3 separate regions of the Zea mays genome follow, and regions 2 and 3 are each linked to region 1. Evidence: chromatin contacts called from public Hi-C data. All regions are on one chromosome and are shown on one strand. Each heading gives the region's core, a stretch centred on a gene start, on an enhancer-like site or on the middle of the called end of the contact. The rest is flanking DNA. Distances are from core to core; before and after follow the strand shown.

What was found. Hi-C and Micro-C count contacts between places; a contact is called where the count stands out from the background.
Region 2: a contact with region 1 is called in a Hi-C map of tassel, with 2.5 times the contacts expected there. The contact joins the promoter of LOC100272246 here to the promoter of LOC100280600 in region 1. A contact is called at or near these places in 4 of 25 Hi-C or Micro-C datasets (bundle sheath, ear, endosperm and 1 more).
Region 3: a Hi-C map of tassel shows a contact between it and region 1, with 5 times the contacts expected there. The contact joins the promoter of LOC100280478 here to the promoter of LOC100280600 in region 1. A contact is called at or near these places in 4 of 25 Hi-C or Micro-C datasets (bundle sheath, ear, endosperm and 1 more).

What each region holds. Positions count from the first base shown.
Region 1 is chr7:11,124,169-11,127,791 of Zm-B73-REFERENCE-NAM-5.0, forward strand. LOC100280600 (IAA24 - auxin-responsive Aux/IAA family member) reads right to left here and starts at 2,132. Exons shown (of 3, transcript NM_001153519.1): 1 at 1,804-2,132; 2 at 1,359-1,685; 3 at 832-1,240. The coding sequence starts at 2,021. The coding sequence ends at 1,177.
Region 2 is chr7:10,855,054-10,858,868 of Zm-B73-REFERENCE-NAM-5.0, forward strand. LOC100272246 reads right to left here and starts at 1,775. Exons shown (of 7, transcript NM_001146741.1): 1 at 1,453-1,775; 2 at 1,202-1,300; 3 at 965-1,084. The coding sequence starts at 1,629.
Region 3 is chr7:10,732,927-10,736,584 of Zm-B73-REFERENCE-NAM-5.0, forward strand. It overlaps LOC100280478 (xylanase inhibitor protein 1), which reads right to left and starts at 1,933. Exons shown (of 1, transcript NM_001153398.2): 1 at 776-1,933. The coding sequence starts at 1,875. The coding sequence ends at 952. It overlaps LOC100384250 (Guanylate-binding family protein), which reads left to right. Exons shown (of 17, transcript NM_001357883.1): 16 at 198-469; 17 at 578-883. The coding sequence ends at 722.

The DNA of each region.
Region 1 (3,623 bases), core at 882-3,381:
CCAGAAGCTGTGCGCCAACCGTATCATCATGTCCTCTGAAATGCCGCCCTGCATATCCTGCCATGAAATGCTCGGCTCCTCGCAGACAGCGTGCGTGGCTTTCCGTGCGTTTGGATTCTTCCCCCCGGGGTTCCCTTTCACCTCTTGGTCCATGCCCGCTTTGTCCGGCAGCCGGCACTGGCAGAGTGGCAGGCATGGACGCTGCCTTATCTTCTTTACAGCTTCAACAATGGCCGGTGGCTGTTGTCTATTACTCCCTCAAATAAAGAAAGAAAAAAAAGAGAACGTAACCGTAGTAGGGCTTGGGCAAGTCGAATTTTGTTAGGTTTGGTAACTTTTATAGGAAACAAATATTAACATTTATATCCCTAGTTAGGTTTGTTATAGTTAACTTAATGATGTTTATTTAGCATTACAAAAAATATCAGTAACTTTTGAATAGATTGCTTAAACTTGTGATTATATGTCTTACTGCTGCTTAGTTATTTTCTTTTGCTATTTTGTGTGTGTGTGTTTTTTTACTAATATAAACAACCTTGTGCCTTAATTTCTTATCATGGCCTGTCTCCGAGAAATGTACTTGGGGAAAAATAATCATGTTTTTAAGCCCATTCCAGATCTGTTTCCGTCATGTTCATGTGTTGTGCCGTCCAGTTCTCCAGATCTGAGTTCTGAATTACCAGGCCAGAGTATAGGGTAGGATGAAGCTCTTGGACTCCAAAACTAGATGGGGTTGTTGGATAAGGCAGATGCTTGATTTGCCGCATGGGGGAAATGCTCATTTGGTTTACAAGCGTAGTATACATGAAGGGATCATGCAAAATCACAGTGACCGGAAAAATGTCTTTTTTTTCTCATACAGAGTTGAGCCTGTGGAGAGGAAAAATGACCAGCTTTAGTCAATTTCTCATTCCCTTTTCTTTTTTCTTTTTCATTTTTTACAGCCTTCGATCGCTCATACAAATGAAAACAAACTGCTAGCTAAGATCTTATATACACGCTTCATACATCTTTCTCCCTTTTGGGTTCAGAAAGAAACATGTCTTTGTACAACACTGGAGAGCTCAAGCCACACTGCTCCTCCCTCCTTCCTCGTCAAGTACGATCCGTGTGTGCTCTTGGATCCGCGTTCCCAGGTGGCGTGTCTGTAGCCTCTGTTTATGTATGGATCAGCGATCACCTGGCCTCAGAGGCAGAGCCCTTCATTATCCTGAGCTTCTTGCACGAAGAGATGAACATACTGCAAAGGGGGTGAAATTAAGAATCACAATTAATCAGGCTTCTGTTCACCAAACGTATCCTCAGATCCACAGAACGGAGCAGCATGCTTGCTGATCCGAACCCGACGGTGTACTTACTCCCAGGGCACGTCTCCGGCGAGCATGAGGTCGCCGTCCTTGTCTTCGTAGGCGATGGCGTGCTGGTGGTGGTCGCCGCCGCCCTCTGCCGCCGCGGAGAAGGAGTTGGTGAAGAGCGCGTCCAGAGCCTCCCTGAGCTCCCTGTACCCCTTGTACATCCGGAGGTCCACCTTCCTGAGGTACGGCGCGCCGTCCATGCTCACCTTCACGTACAGGCCTCCCTGCTGCTGCTGCTTCTGCTTCTGCTCGACCTTCTTGGCCGCCGCCGCCGCCTGGAAGGTGTTCTTCCTGTACGCCCTCACCGGCGGCCACCCGACCACTTGCGCCCTGACGAAGCGAAAAAGGCAGGTTAGCCCATGCACCCCTGTCTCTTGAATTGAATCTTGATGCAGGCGGTGCCTACGAAGGGAGCTGGGAGCGTGTACATGGGGGGTCTAGTTCTTACTTGGGAGGCGCGGCGGTGTCGTGGTCGTGGTCGAAGTCGAGGTCTCTGGCGGCCGGGCTGGTCCCCGAGGCCTCGCTCTTGGTGCCGTCGTCCAGAGCGCGCTTGGCCCCGACGGAGGGCGACGGCTTCTTCTGCCAGTCGTCGCTGCTGCTGCTGCTGGTCCCAGGCAGGCCGAGGCGGAGCTCGGTGGCGCTCAGGTTGTCGGCGTCGAGCTCCATGGATCGGAAGCGAAAGGAGAGCTTGTTTGGTAGCTGCTCTGCTCTTGACTCGAGAGAGGGAGGAGATGAGGATCGAGGAGAAACTTTGTGTGGGACTGGGATTGAAGAGGTGCCGGTGAGACTGAGACCCCGCGCTTTATAGGGTGGTTGACTGGTTGCGACGAGGCTTTCGCCACCGCCGCGGCGCTGGCGCGTTTTAAATGGTGGCGCGGAGGCGCGTGTCCCGCGGCGGGGGTGGCAGCGGGGCCAGGGGGGCAGGTGGGCCGGCGGCATGGCCCGATGCCGCTGCCTGGGCCCGGGCCGACAGGTGGGGCCTGGGAGGCTTGGACGCGGGGTCGTGGGGTGGAGATTCCTTGTCGGGCCTGGGACGGTTGGGGCCGGGAGGCGGCAGCCCACGTGGTGCGCGGTCGCGCGGGGCCCACCTGCCTGCGGGGCAAGGCGCCGTGTGATTGGGTTGGGTGGGCAACCGGCAGTGCACACGTGTCGGCGGTTGGACGCGCGGGCAGGGCTCCGCCCGTGTGCGCAACGTGTTCGTGTTCGTGGGAAGAAAAAAATAGACGCGGTTTTTTCAAATTGCTGTGGACGGAGACGGACTGGAGGTGAGACTTGAGAGGGAGATGCTGGGAGGTTTCCCCACACGCCGACATGATGAGGCTGGTTTGTGTTGAGAAACACTAATGAAGGGTTACATGGGCAAATACTGAATATAGCTCTGAGGGCTATCGCGTCTCTATATATAGAACTTGTACCCCTCATATGGAATAGAGAAGAGAAAGAGGTCAGAGGCCCAACCCTACATCATATCTATTGTGTTTCCTCTGTCGTGCTAATGGGAAGGGAGACTGGTACTCTACAGCTTCTTGCGCCTCTACTGCTGACGGGAGGAAAGGGAGTGGATCTGATGATCCGTGTTGACGTAGTTCTTAACACGTTATCAGCACGCTCTACCTTAATGTTGCTACGGATTCGATCGGCACCGACCCTCCATCACGCCGGCAGGTCCTCCGGTTTAGCCGAACTGTCCTACGCGACCGGCTCAGATTCATCTACGCAACCAAATTGAGTGGTATGATTTTGTTTGTTAGTAGAATGGATCTACCCGCCCCCGCTCGGTGTGGCTAGCGCCACCACTAGAGACCGCGCCAGCAGCGCCGTCCCTCACCCCCGCGTCGGCACGTAGTGCACTGCGTGCATGCCGGCCGCCGCCGCATGTGCCTGCCGCAAACGTTGAATTTGATATTGGTGTGCGAGAGCGTGTCGCGACCGTCGGGAACCACACGGCCGAACATAGCAGCACCGTGACTGCGTGTAACGACGACACGCGCAGGTCAACTCAATGTCACGCTGTAGGCTACCCATGGGCGAGCTTCGTCCCAGCCGACGTGTGCCACACGAGCGAGACCGAGGTCCGCCGCAAGCCGCGTGTGCAAGCTTCTGCCATGGCGTCAGCAGATGGGCAAGGGCGCAAGGTTGGCATCGGCAGGCCGAAGCGAACGGCCTGGCTTGCGGTCTATGCGGCGATCATAGAGGAAATCGGATCTTTGACTGCATGCACACACTTGTGTCCGAAAGAAAAAAAAGCAATCTTTGACTGCCATGCAC
Region 2 (3,815 bases), core at 525-3,024, 270 kb before region 1:
GGGAATTCACAAAGACTTCATTGTAATATAAAACGTTCAGCTGGAAAAAAAAGACATGGAAGTTAACACAAGTAAAAGACAAGCAACAAGGCAGTCTTTCCATTTTTTAAGGCCAAAGTAATGCATTACCGAATTAATAAGTGGTTTACACGTTGAAACACAATCATTAGATACTTCTCCAGTAATCATAGCACACTCAGTAGAAAACAAGTTTCCAGTTTGATGTATGAACTGTCCAAAAGGTGGTGACTTGGAATACAATGCAACATCATGGTTATGCTGCAAGTAGCTCATGATGCTTAAACAGCACGCCATATGCCTCCACCACATCGTCCACCCGACAGCAAGATATGAAAACAACATTTCCCTTAGGCCCTGTTTGGTTCCACCTTAGCTAAACTTTAGCTAGCTAAAGTTTAATTGAAAGTATTATTAGCTAGCTAAAGTTTAGTTAGCAGTGAGGTGTTTGGTTTCCTAGATAATGAACTAGCTAATACAGACAAAAGGATATAGATACCTTTTTTAATATCGCGGGACTATGTCCAGGACAGGTGAAAATCATGGTATACGAGTCAATCACCCAGTATTAGCGGCCATTAGCTGGAGTTCAGAAGATGATGAGATAATAAAATATGAGCTCTAGCTAAAGTTTATCTATCATTGTCGAGACTGTTTGGTTTCAAGATAACTAAAGTTTAGCTGATAATGCTTATCTGAGTGAAACCAAACATGCCCTTAAACACGCCCATTTACATCCGCTAATCTAGTTCACACCCGAGAGAAGCACGGGGGAAAGCAAGTTCCTGATAACAGAAAACGGCACCTGAAATCTCGTGGGCCACTACAGGCACTACTGGCTACATCAACCGCAGATTGCGCAAGCGTCTGCAATGAGATTACGAAAGCGCGACCTAAATTGCAATTATTGTACATCCAAAGGGTGAGGTTCATTAGGTAAATTTACCCTCTCCGCAATACTGTGGGGATCGGTGGCCTGCCCCCGCCGCGCGCGCACCTTGGGCCGCGGGGCTGGCGGCTGCGGCGCCATGCCTCCCTCGCCCGGCTTCGGCTGCGCCTGGAACATCTGCGTGGAAACGGCAAAGAATCAGCAGCAGCATCGAAAATTCCCGAGGGGAGGAGAAAAAAAAGGAGGGGAGCATAGCATTCAGCTGCGACGCCAAATTGGTCCTGCGGCTGCTACCTGCGGAGGCGGTGGGCCGCGGAGGTGCGGCTGGTGCACGCCGCCGGCGCCAGCGAACACCGGCGGGAAGAGGCCGGCGAGCTGCACGGGATCACGGTCCTGCGAAAGGCACCCAGACACACTCAGCCAGGCACTTGTTGATTCACTCGCGAGCACGCCCGCTCCCGCTTGGACGACTAGTAACACAGCAGGAGCAAGGCAGGTGAAGGTGAAGGGGCCAGTCCCGCGGGGCTTGGGACTTGGGAGCTCACCGGCTTGGCCTCGGCGGCGGCGTCGAGGCTGAGGGCGAGGGGGAAGGGGTGGTCCCCGCCAACACCGGCGCCCGCGTGGCCCCCGGCAGCGCCGGCGGAGGCCGCGGAGGGGAAGGCGAAGAAGTGCTCGAGGAAGTCGTCCTCGGAGGCCCCGGACGGCGGTGGCTGCCCCGCCATGGCCGGCAACGTGGGGACGGGGGCGGGGGCGGACGGGGCCCCCACGCGTCAGGGGCCGAAGCTTCTGGCGGCTTGCGACAAGAGACGCCAGTCACCTCAGGTGAGAGACTGGGACTGGGAGCGGTTTGCCTGCTCTGCTGGGGAAGTGTGAAGCTGTAGGAGGAAGCGGAGGCTGCCGTCGGGCGTTTCTTTAGTAGAGGCAGGGGAAGGGGAAAGAGGCGAAGAGCTATGGGCCGTGAGTTATGTGGGCCATACACTCCTGAGATACAAACAGTACGGAACTGGGCCTCGCGGACCGCGTTCGGCTGCCGTAACGTCTGTCTGGGCTGGGGCAGTGGGACGGCCCGGTGACCGGCGATCCGACAAGATTTGCTAAAAGAAATTTATCAGGACGAGCCCAGAGCACACGAACAAGAGGCACAAGACAAGTTTTGCAGAACCAGTAAAAAATCATTACTTTTTTTCGTTTCCCTGTCCTTTTTCTCCCGTACGCGGTAGAGCCACCAGAAGTCGTACAAAGTCGTTCTCTTCCCAACAAACCACATACACAGAGAAATACACAAGACACATGTAGGATTGAGTATCTAACCTCTTTCTGTCTGCATTTTATTATAAGGGGTGTAGAGGTTCTTTATATACAGACTTTGTTTGGATACTCTAATATTAACCCCAATTCACGTGTATTGAGGTGAGGGTGTAAATTAGTTTCACCCAATCCACCTCAATACATGTGGATTGAGCTCAATACTAGAGTACCCAAACTATGTATCAGGGGTAAAACCGGTATTTGCCCATTGTCGGCGTTTCGACCCCGGGGGGTCCCTGGACCGACGAGTAAATTGTCGCTGCGTGCCCCAGCCCAGATGGGTCGGCGCGAGACGTAGCGCGAAGGGGGGAAAGCCAGAGGGAGACAGGCGTAAAAAGGGGAAACCTGCGGCCTTCGTGTTTGTCCCGCGCCCAGGTCGGGTGCGCTTGCAGTAGGGGGTTACAAGCGTCCGCATGGGAGGGAGCGAGAGGCTTACGCGCGCGCCGTCTCGTCCTCCCCGCGCGGCCAACCCTCTGTAAGAGGGCCCTGGACCTTCCTTTTATAGGCGTAAGGAGAGGGTCCAGGTGTACAATGGGAGATGTAGCAGTGTGCTAACGTGTCTAGCAGAGAGGAGCTAGTGCCCTAAGTACATGCCGTCGTGGCAGCCGGAGAGGTTTTGGCACCCTGTTCGTGTAATGTCGTGGCCGTCGGAGGAGCGCTGGAGCCTTGCGGAAGGACAGCTGTCGGGGCTGTCGAGTCCTTGCTGACGTCTCCTTGCTTCCGTAAGGGGGCTGAGAGCCACCGTCGTCATGGAGCACGCGGGGCGCCATCATTACTTGTTTTACCGGGGCAAGCCAGATAGGACGCTGGTCTTGTCCCCCGTAGCCAGAGCTAGCTAGGGGTAGGGTAATGATGGCCCCTCCTGTGGCGTGGTCGGTCCGAGCCCTGGGTTGGGCGAGGCGGAGGTGATAGTCGCCTAGAGGGGGGGGTGAATAGGGCGAAACTGAAATTTACAAATATAAACACAACTACAAGCCGGGTTAGCGTTAGAAATATAAACGAGTCCACGAGAGAGAGTGAAAAACAAATCGCAACCAAATGGAGAGTGTGACACGGGATTTGTTTTACCGAGGTTCGGTTCTCGCAAACCTACTCCCCGTTGAGGAGGCCACAAAGGCCGGGTCTCTTTCAACCCTTCCCTCTCTCAAACGATCCCACGGATCGAGTGAGCTTTCTCTTCTTAATCACTTGGAACACAAAGTTCCCACAAGGATCACCACAAGTTTGGTGTCTCTTGCCTCAATTACAAGTGAGTTTGATCGCAATGAAAGAATCAAGAAAGAAGAAAGCAATCCAAGCGCAAGAGCTCGAAAGAACACAAGCAAATCTCTCTCTAGTCACTAGAGCGTTGTGTGGAATTTGGAGAGGATTTGATCTCTTTGGTGTGTCTAGAATTGAATGCTAGAGCTCTTGTAAGTAGTTGGGAAGTGGAGAACTTGGATGCAATGAATGGTGGGGTGGTTGGGGTATTTATAGCCCCAACCACCAAAAATGACCGTTGGTGGAGGCTGTCTGTTCGATGGCGCACCGGACAGTCCGGTGCACACCGGACATGTCTGGTGCCCCAGCCACGTCACCAGTGCCGTTGGAATCTAACTGT
Region 3 (3,658 bases), core at 683-3,182, 390 kb before region 1:
GTTTCTCTCTTCCACTTACGAGTTGAGATTGCTTTTTTTCCATGAGGATTATATGACTATATGATGTATTTCATGGATAGTGCAGATTTTGTGGTCCACCCAGTAACAAAATATAGAATCACCCTTTTGGATGTGCTCCCTTTCCTGAGTCCTGACAAGGTTAAACTGAACCTAGTTTATGCATGCACGCTTCCCAGATGCTGGCAAGGTCCCGTGCTCTTTTCATCAAGGAGTACAACAACAAGCTCTTCAACTGGCTCGCCATATTCTCCCTGGCCATGGTTGTCGTTGGGCGCTTCTTGGTCAAGTTCTTCCTGCTCGAAGTTGCTGCGTGGGTGATGTTTGCCTTCCTAGAGACATACACGAGGCTGTTCTGGTCGTCGGAGTCCCTGTACTACAACCCCGCCTGGCACGCGATCGTCTCTTCTTGGGAAACCGTCGTCTACAGCCCCGTTCTTGATCTTGACAGGTCAGGAGTTCTCCCTCCCTTCCCAACTCTACGCTGCCCATGCATGGCATCTCTCTATCTACTGTCTGCTGCTATACTACTGTGATGTTACTACCCTTATATGCACAGATGGGCGTTCCCGATCTGCGCTGTCCTGTTGTTTTTGGCGTTTTATTGGCGTTGCCTCGGTGGAAGGAGGGGAATTGCCCGGTCACTGCTACCTCTGTACAACGGGGCTTATTACAGAAGCTCCAGTCGCACAAGAACAGACTGATCCCTCGAACCATGCGCACAATCACACCATTAGCGTGCACATATAGTTGTATCATGCTTATTCCAACACTGCATTCTTCGATTATGAGTCAAAACTCGGGTGTTGCTGTAAATATGAAACCCAGAAGGTTTGTCAATTGTATAAATATATGGCTGCTTGCTAAACTTCTTGGATTTATTTGTTTGTTTATTTATTAAGCTCTGATCCTCTGGGGTTTGTCTCCGTAGTGTCAAGCCCATTGAATGGCGTAGCTGCTGTAGTTGGTCTGCTTGTCGGCGTAGCGGTCCCAGATCATGATCCCGGCGTAGCTGGGCGCCTTCTGCACCACCGGGAGGACGCCGTAGTACAGGTTCTTGGGGTGCACGTACCCGACCGTCCGCTCCGACGCCGGCAGGCCGACGTAGAGCCCGGAGCCCGGGTACGCCGCGGCCCACTTGTCCCACTCCTGCTGCCAGTACGCGGCGCAGCGCGCGTCGCCGTAGAGCCTGACGTTGACGCGGGTAACGAGCCCCGTGGCGAGCAGCCGCAGCGCCGGCCCGTCCGGCGGGAACGCGCACCGCGGCGTCGCCGACAGCTGCACGGGCGTGCGGGCGCGGAACTGCCGGTTGTAGCTCCACAGGCGCGCGGCCAGCGCGTCGAGGTGGTCCGGCGGCGGGCGGCCGCCGCGGTCGAGGAAGAAGTCGAGGCCGTCGACGTACGCGTCGCCGAACGGGCGGCGCACGCCGGCGCGCGGCGCCGGCGCCGGGAAGTAGGCGTACCAGAGGTAGTCGGCGAGGTCCGCGGCGGCCTCGGCGCTCGGCAGGGAGTGCTGCCGGCCGCCGAGGGAGAGGAACACCATGATGCTCTTCGACTGGCAGTGCTTGATGTCGGCGCCGATGCCGGCGACGGGGTGGCCCGAGAGGTCCAGGCTCGGCGGGCTGTTGCCGGGGCCGGCCGAGACGTTGAGGAAGGAGATGACGACGATGGTGTACGTGCCCGTGTCGCAGGCCTCTCGGAGCGTGCCCTCGGCCTTGTTCCGGCCCCAGAAGACAGTCACCTGCCCGGTCTTCCCCGCGGCCGCGGCCGGGCCGGCGAGGAAGAGGGAGCCAGCGACGGCCACAAGGGCCGCCAGGGGCAGTAGAGTGGTTGCTGGTCTATTACTTGCGACCGCCATTGGTGTCTCGTTGGTTAATTGCTGCTACCACTACTCGTCACTACTCTTGCGTGTGCGTGTAGCAGCAGTCACCCATCACCCATTATATGCCTTTCATTTGGTGTTCGTCTTAGACTTGTCTTGTTTTGGATCGAATCGGGAAAGAGGAGGACAGCTCACCGAGCTAGAAGGACGTGGACGTGGTACATAGCATGGCGGCGAATCGACTATGCATGCTGTTGTGTTTGACCGACGCACGACGCAGTGTCTCGTGTCCGCCCCTTGCATTATTACCCACTGCTGCCTTTAAAATAATTGTTGCCTGGCCGATTTGAATTTGTCGTCTTTCTACATCAACCTTTAAAATAATAGAACGTGATAGGAACCTTCTCGTCCATATATTAAGCATGGCAACGGGTACATACCTATCGCGTAGTATCATTCCTGTTCGGCACCAAATTAAGGTGCGAACAGTCCGGCCCTGAGGCCGAACGGTCCGCGGTCCGCACGGTCCGCACCTGTGGGCCAGACAGTCCGCGCGTGCGCAGAGTAGTTTAGGGTTCCGAGTTTTGTGCTACGATTGTTAGCTAGATTCGCGGGATTCGCTCGGAAATTAGTTTGTAAAGGGTCCAGTCCCCCTCCTCTATAAATAAAGAGGTATACGGTCGATTTGAACAAGAAATCGAACCTTCAATCAATACAATTTACATTTTATCCTAGGAGTAGTTCTAGTCTAGTTTAGGTTTAGTCTTCCAATCCCCAAATCTTCCGCTTCTCTTCGACTCTACGTCGATTAGAGGAGTCTAGGTCGGTCTACCCGAGCCTAGACATCTCCTAGGATTTCTCCTCCCCGACGGGGTCCCTCCCGGGAGCGAGATCCAGGCGCCGCCGGCGATCTTCCGCCACCCCTGCGCACGTGCGGACCGTCCGGCCCTAGGGCGCAGACCGTCCGGCCGTCAAGCAGGAAACCCTAGCCTCTGCACCAGGTCACGGACCGTCCGGCCTCTGGCCGCGGACTGTCCGCGCCTGACCAGAGAGCACCGCCGCCTCGCGCCAGGCCGCGGACCGTCCGGCTCTGTGCCGCGGACCGTCCGCGCCTGACCAGAGAGCACCGCCGCTGGTTCTTTTGAGTGATTGGCGCCTCCAAAAAGGTGTCAACATACTTTTTGGCGACTCCGTTGGGGACAAACAGATATAGACGCATCAAATCGGCCCTCAATGGCCGGTTCAAGAGATAGCTCTGATATTTCCCCAAGCAACATCATAGAGCCGACTTGGGAGACCTTGCCGGCTGACGAACAGCTCTAATTCGAGGAGCACAAGGAGCAGATGATCCAGGAGGCAAAAGCAAAGTTCTTGGCCAACTTCAAAGTGGACAGGAACAACAAGGTCGTCCGACATCGGGCGACGGATCCGGCTTCGCTCCGACCCACACTAGAAATCCCCAATGTAAGTAATACAAACAAGCTACAATCTCTTAGAAATTATGTAGATGAACAGCGTGAACAAATGCAAAATATCATAGGGGGTATGCAAAACGATTATAGGAGACTAGTACGTGCATTTGATAAATCTAATATCGCAAATTTTACTTCGCACGAGGTTGAATTAGGGGGTAACACACGTAATACATCGGCTATAGGTTGTCACGACCAGTCACAACCCCTTTATGGGATGCCGATGGACACATACCCTGAGCAACCGCAAATCGGCAGCAAATCAGCCGATCTGCCCATGCATGGACCGTCCGGGCCAGCAACAGTCGGGCCTACTTTTAATGAGTTACCTAGATATGCGCCCGAGC